Regions from separate parts of the Anas platyrhynchos genome. Here region 1 is linked to region 2. The links are chromatin contacts, called in public Hi-C maps. All regions are on one chromosome and are shown on one strand. Each heading gives the region's core, a stretch centred on a gene start, on an enhancer-like site or on the middle of the called end of the contact. The rest is flanking DNA. Distances are from core to core; before and after follow the strand shown.

Region 1 (3,014 bases), core at 185-2,684, 170 kb after region 2:
AAAAACAAAAAAATATAGAAAAGCAGATCATAGATGTCAAAGACTTTCAGGATACATTGCCCAAATACTGGGAAAAAATTTAGAGTGTAGCCTGCCTTTCTCCTATACAAACAGAGTAGCTAGTCTGATCTAAAACTGCTAACCATGAAATGGGAAATTTTAATTGATCATAACTACAGATATAACAGCATATCTTTCAGGACAACAGCTTAAACCCCTAATTATATCCCAAGCAAGCAAGTAAAAAGGGAAGTTATTTCATAATGTTTTGGGAAAAGCAACACCAACTCTTTTTGATGAAGCAAACAGAGTTCTCCTCCCAAAGCTTAACCCAGTAGCACTGCATATACACAGCTAAGTTACATAACTAGCTTTGACTGATTTCTGAAAATAACCTTCAGCGAAAAGGAAGCGGTACTAGTTCAAGACCAGTTCAAGATTAGGCAATTCATAAACAGACTCAGGAATGAAATAAACAGGAAAGTGCTACTCAGATTTTTCAGCCCAGCAGGAATTACATCCAACTTTTTGCTCTTTCTGTCGATGGCAGGGATTACTCAGCAGACCCACCACGTGAAACCCCTGAACACCAACAGTTTGGTGGTGCCAGCTGAGCGGAGGATTTTCTCCCCGGGGTGCCCGCAGCTGCACTGCTTGTCAGCCTGAGGGATGGGCACTGCCAGCTGGCTCCTCAGACAGTACATAAGAAAGTGCAACTTCAGAAAAGCAAACTAAGCCCTATTCCGTGTATTTCAGTGGGTATAAAGCATGATGAACACACACTAACGACCAACTAAAATTATTAAAAGAAGCCCCTTGTTAAAAGAAGCATGCCAGGCCACGAAATGAACAAGCCGCTCGTTACAGGGAGGGGAAGACAGGGCCGGCACCCAGCCCAGCCCCCTGCGGTGCTCACTGTCCGGCTGCCGGCCGTGTGAGCCGTGCCCCGGCCTCCCCCCCCCGTCCCGTACCGAGCTGTCCGAGCGATCGCCTCCTCCGCCTCTCCCTGCAGCGAGTTTAACTTCTGGACGTGGTGCCTGCAGTCCCGGCCCGACCCCCGGCCGTAAACCTGCGGGGAGAGGCAGCGCGGAGGGCAGCGCGGAGAGCGGGGGGGGGCGGGCCCGGCGGGGGCGGAGGCCGCGGCCCTCACCTTGAGCAAGGCCTGGCGCTGCCCGCACACGCTGCAGCTCCACTTGGCGCTCCGCTTGGCCTAGGGGGGGGGGAGCAAAGGGGGATCAGACGCTGCCCGGTGCCCGCTGCCCTCCCCCAGGTGCCCGGTGCCGGCCCGGCCGCACCTGCTGGGCCTGGAAGAGGCGGCAGGAGCAGCAGCGCAGCACCCAGCACGGCGCCGCCATCCCGCCGCCCGCCGTCGCCATGGCAACGGCCGACTTCCGCTGACGTCACCACGCCACCCGCGCTTGGGTCCGCTCCCCAAGCCCCGCCCCCTGTCCGTTAAGCCCCGCCCCCAAGCACTAAGCCACGCCCCCAGCTCACGAAGCCCCGCCCACAACCCCCCCCCATGGAGGCAGACCCAGGGGCCGCAGCCCTGGCAGCCTGACGCTGCCGTACGGTCGTTAATTAGGGCACGGTCATTAATTAGCGCACGGTTGTTAATTAGGGCATTGTCACCTTATTCCTGGAGGAAAGCAGCTCCTGGTTGTGTAGCCACCGAGCCGGAGCTCTCACCCTGAAGCTGGTGACAGCGTGCGCCACGCAATGAATAAATACAGAAAATGATAAAAATTCACTCCAGCCACCCAAAAGTGAGTAAAGTCACAGCAAGTGAGTACACAGCATGACAATAAAGGCTCGCTCCAGCCCCACCGAGTCTGCCCTTTAAGGTTACTGCCATGGACAAGGCCCAAGCACCGTTCCAGGAGCTCAGGGAACAAACAAAAGGCAGCCCAGGATGCCCATCGGGTTCTGGTTCGTTTATTGAGTACATGACAGGTCAGACAGACAGTGTAAAATCACATGGAGTAGTTGGACTTTTAAAAAATTACAATAAATTACTGAATAATTAGTAAAAGCGGTTTTACTCATGGCTGCTCTCCGGATACAGGACAGAGGAGGCAGGAAAATAAGAAATACGTACGAGCTGTGAATACACAGAGAGAACGTCACGAGGGGGGATTAACACTGAGTAGCACACCGAGTAGTGTTAAATGGGAACATCCGACCACACGCGTCCTTCCCAGCCTTTGCATTCCCGATGCCAGCCAGAAGCTGTAGCAAACCTTGCCCTCAGTGCAGGGTTTGCTCTCGCTGAGCACCAGCATCTCTCGCTCTGGCCCTTCGAGGCAGATGCTTGTGCACTGAGATGAATTCAGCTGTACAGACAGCATCAATTCTCCTTCCTCGGAGCAGATGCCCTGCTACCAGAAGGCTAACTCTTAGTTTCTTCTGGGCTTTGCCGATTTAGAGAGCAGTCGCTCAGTCTCCCAGTTATTTAATCTCCTTAACTGGAAAGAGATCTAGTCTATTCGGGTTTCCCGTAACGGGCTGATGGCAGAGCACCACACTGCTTTGCCTTCTTCTTCTTCAGGTGTAAACGCCCGCTGATGTGCAGCAGTTCCTACGAGCACGTCCGTGGTCAGACACTTTGTACACGAGATGTTCGGAAGGGACACACTCAGCAGCTGCAGGTGGCACAGCGCTCCTGCAAACCTTCCTACCCCCAGCATTTGCAAGGGCTGACTGATCACAGTATTCTTAGGAGTCTTTCTGAAAATTGGACCCATGGTTAGTTAGCAAAAAAAAAAAAAAGAGACTCAGCAAGAAAATGAATATTTTCTGCTCCAACAGGGAAAGTCCAGCAGACCAGCATGCCACAGATCTGCAATGTTGAGGCTGATTCACTGACTTGTATGTCAGGAACATACTCCCTCCTCCTTACAACTGTCAAGGGCCCATTGATTGACTTAATATTACTTCTGCACTGAAGTCAAGGAGCTTGTGGCTTCCCAGACAAACTGAAAACAGTGTCTTTCAACGAATTAGAAAAGCAAAATCTA
Region 2 (2,980 bases), core at 374-2,873:
AGTGGTCTGTAAAGAAGAGACTACAGTGGTGAAATATCAGCGTCTGCAGAAGCCAAAAATAAAAATGAACCCACTTTCAGAGCTAAAAGTGAGTAGCGTTATTCATGCATAGTGCCTCTCATTGACAAGAAGACAGCTCGAAACCAAAGAAAAAAACTTTTTTTTTTTTTTTTAAATGTGCTTAAAGCTGTATCCTATGTAAACTACTTCCTCTGTGGTTGTTTCTTTACTCTGTACACTGACATGTTTTTTTAATAGTGACTTACAGAAAGATGATCACAGACTGTGGTACTTTCAATTACTGTTTTTACAAAGTCGCTAATTGTAAGGCAGTACAGGGAATTTTAATGCATCTGTAGCTGTTGGAACGACACACTGACAGGTGATCAGGAGTCTTGGTTTGTTTTTATTTTCAGTCACAAAAATTTTCAAGTCCTATTCTTCAGCTGTATTGAAAAATAATTCATTTAGAAGCTTGGATTCCTGCTTTGCTCCTCTAGCAAATATTGTCCTGACTCTTAATATTGGGTGGATAGTGATGGCAGAAAATCAATGTCAAGTCTTACTCACATCAAACAGAAGTATATTCATGTCAGCAACAGCAAGAAAAGGACTTGCGAAGCTATTAGATACTATGGCCATATAAACCCACTGTCAAGTGCTTCTTGAGTCCACTAGATGGAGTAAAACTTCTCTCTGCACCCTTTTAGCAAAAGTCGCTCACAGCCTATACTTAGCTCAAATGAATCATGTGTGAATAAGAGGCTGCTGATCTCTGAATTCCTAACAAAAATGCAAGAGTTTCCTTGTACCTTGTGGAGCAGGAGTTGTTAAACTTTCAGTATCTGAGAAGCCAGGAGGACAAAATCAATCTTAAACTAGCTTAAGGGGGGGAAATAAATAAGACATGAATACTAATAAAATACTAATAAACATGAATATTTCTTTTACTGCAATTGACCTCCCAACTCTACTACTCCCTCCCCCCTTCACTCATTTCTTAGGAGGAGAAAAAAAAAAGAAAAAAAAAAAACTTTCTTCTGTATGGTAAAAAAGCTAATGTGCAGCATCTCCTACATCGTGACTATGTGAGTGCTGTATCTCAGGTATGTACAGTTCCTGGATGGAAAAAATATACGATAAACCATCAATAGTTGTGACACACACTAAGGCTGTATTTTCATACAAGGGCCATTTCAGTTCCCCTTTATGACACATGCCTTCTACCAACCACAGCCCAAATACGTTAAAGAAGTTGTCTTACTGTCTGTAGCTATTTTGTAGTGACAGCGATACAAGCAAGCGCTTTTCACAACAGTGAACCTGCCATTCCTGTCCACCAGTTTCATCAAGCTAGGATGACCTGAGTTACAGGCAAAGTAATAAAGATCTTTTAAAGTTTTCCTAACACTGAACAAATCCAGGATTTCAAAAGCTGGTACAAATTTTCTAGATAAAAGTAATATTTGGGAAGACAATGCAATGAAAAAAAAAATCTGCAGAGTGCACTTTTGTTAGTTTGATAACTTGTTTAAAAAGTAAACTCTTGCTCGGTTTGCCATGCCCCTCCCTGCTCCCCCCTCCTAAATCTTTAACCCAGAACATGGAGCAAACTGCAGAGCTCTGGAAAGGCTCGGCTCGGTCATGCTGGTGCATGCACCTGCTGTAAAAGATTTGAGGGGGCTGTGGGTACCTGGTGCCTGCCCTGCAGCCAGCGGGCAGGGCGTGGGGCTGCTGCCTGGAGTGCGCCTGATCAGGGTCATATGACACGGCGAAGATGGCTGACGCGGAGAAATGCACTGCTGCTGCTGCGGGAAGGCAAGAAGACTTTGAGATCATTGACAAAAACCAGATTCCTAGTGCAACCGAGCTGAAGAACGAGGAAAAAGAGAAAGCGGCAGAAGAAGCGAGGTGGTCTGCTCCGATCTTGTCGCTGGCTAAGAAAGCCTCGGAGAACTTAGCGCTGAGCTATGGCAACGCTCTGAAGTCTGCAGCTTTGGTAGGATTCATATCCAAACCAGTCAGCAATGACAACACAGCAAAAACAAGTATGGTTATGTTTATTTAGTACCCTTGCTTTTATGCTGCGCAAATAAGTTAGCTCCCGTAAGTGGCGTTTCTTAGGGAGTGATGCGTTGTTGTTACTTGGAGTTTGTTGTTAAAAATCTGATGCTGCAGTTTTTTATTTAAGGGAAATTATACAAACAACGTAGGTGTGGGACTAACGAAGTATATTACAACCAAAAGAATCCTAAACTGTTAATATGTTTGGGAAAGCTGACTTTATTTTTTGTGCGGTGGGCTTTTATTAATTCTATTTCTCCCTCTCCCTCTACGTTCTGCTCAGCAGCAGCCTGCCTGTGCTAGGAAGGATTGGCTGGATCACTTGCTCTGGGGGCTGGCTCAGGGAGGGAATCAGGCTGATACTTCTTGCACAGCTTTCATGTCAGAGAGTGGACAATTGGACTAGGAAACAGATTTGTTATAAATTAACTATGCTAAAAATAGCTTTACTTAGTTACAGCTTGCTTTACTGAACATCTGTATTCATCAGCACCGTAACCATATGGATTTATGGAACAGATTTCTTAAAATGGAATTAAGAAGGCTTTAGTGGGATCCTTACAGAAATTAGAGCTCAGTAATACTTAGAGCGTGGAAACAAAACCATTCGGATGTAGGAATGGGATGTGTTAGTCTTGTATTCCAGGCTAGTTCTTGATGGTTTTGGAGCAGTGGAACTCAGTTATGCTAACTGGTTCAGGCCTTCTTGCTTTCAGTATTAAGTATTCAAGCTGCATTTCTCTGGGGATGAATCGTAACTACATGGTGGAATAAATCATTGTTGATGGACTTTTTTTTTATGAAAATACTTCAGTGGATGTAGTTAGAGTTCAAGATTAATCATGTCCTGAAAAAAATAGCTTCTTATCTTTTCCTGCACTACAGTCTCACAGCAAACCTGGATGCCCATCTTGAG

The links. Hi-C and Micro-C count contacts between places; a contact is called where the count stands out from the background.
Region 1: a Hi-C map of subcutaneous adipose tissue shows a contact between it and region 2, with 2.1 times the contacts expected there. The contact joins the promoter of MRNIP here to the promoter of RUFY1 in region 2. A contact is called at or near these places in 2 of 8 Hi-C or Micro-C datasets (liver and subcutaneous adipose tissue).

Annotation. Positions count from the first base shown.
Region 1 is chr14:5,543,267-5,546,280 of IASCAAS_PekinDuck_T2T, forward strand. It overlaps MRNIP (MRN complex interacting protein), which reads right to left and starts at 1,435. Exons shown (of 7, transcript XM_027468509.3): 1 at 1,296-1,435; 2 at 1,151-1,210; 3 at 972-1,069. The coding sequence starts at 1,376. TBC1D9B (TBC1 domain family member 9B) reads right to left here. Exons shown (of 21, transcript XM_027468572.3): 21 at 1,917-3,014.
Region 2 is chr14:5,375,165-5,378,144 of IASCAAS_PekinDuck_T2T, forward strand. RUFY1 (RUN and FYVE domain containing 1) reads left to right here and starts at 1,624. Exons shown (of 18, transcript XM_005024290.6): 1 at 1,624-2,048. The coding sequence starts at 1,778.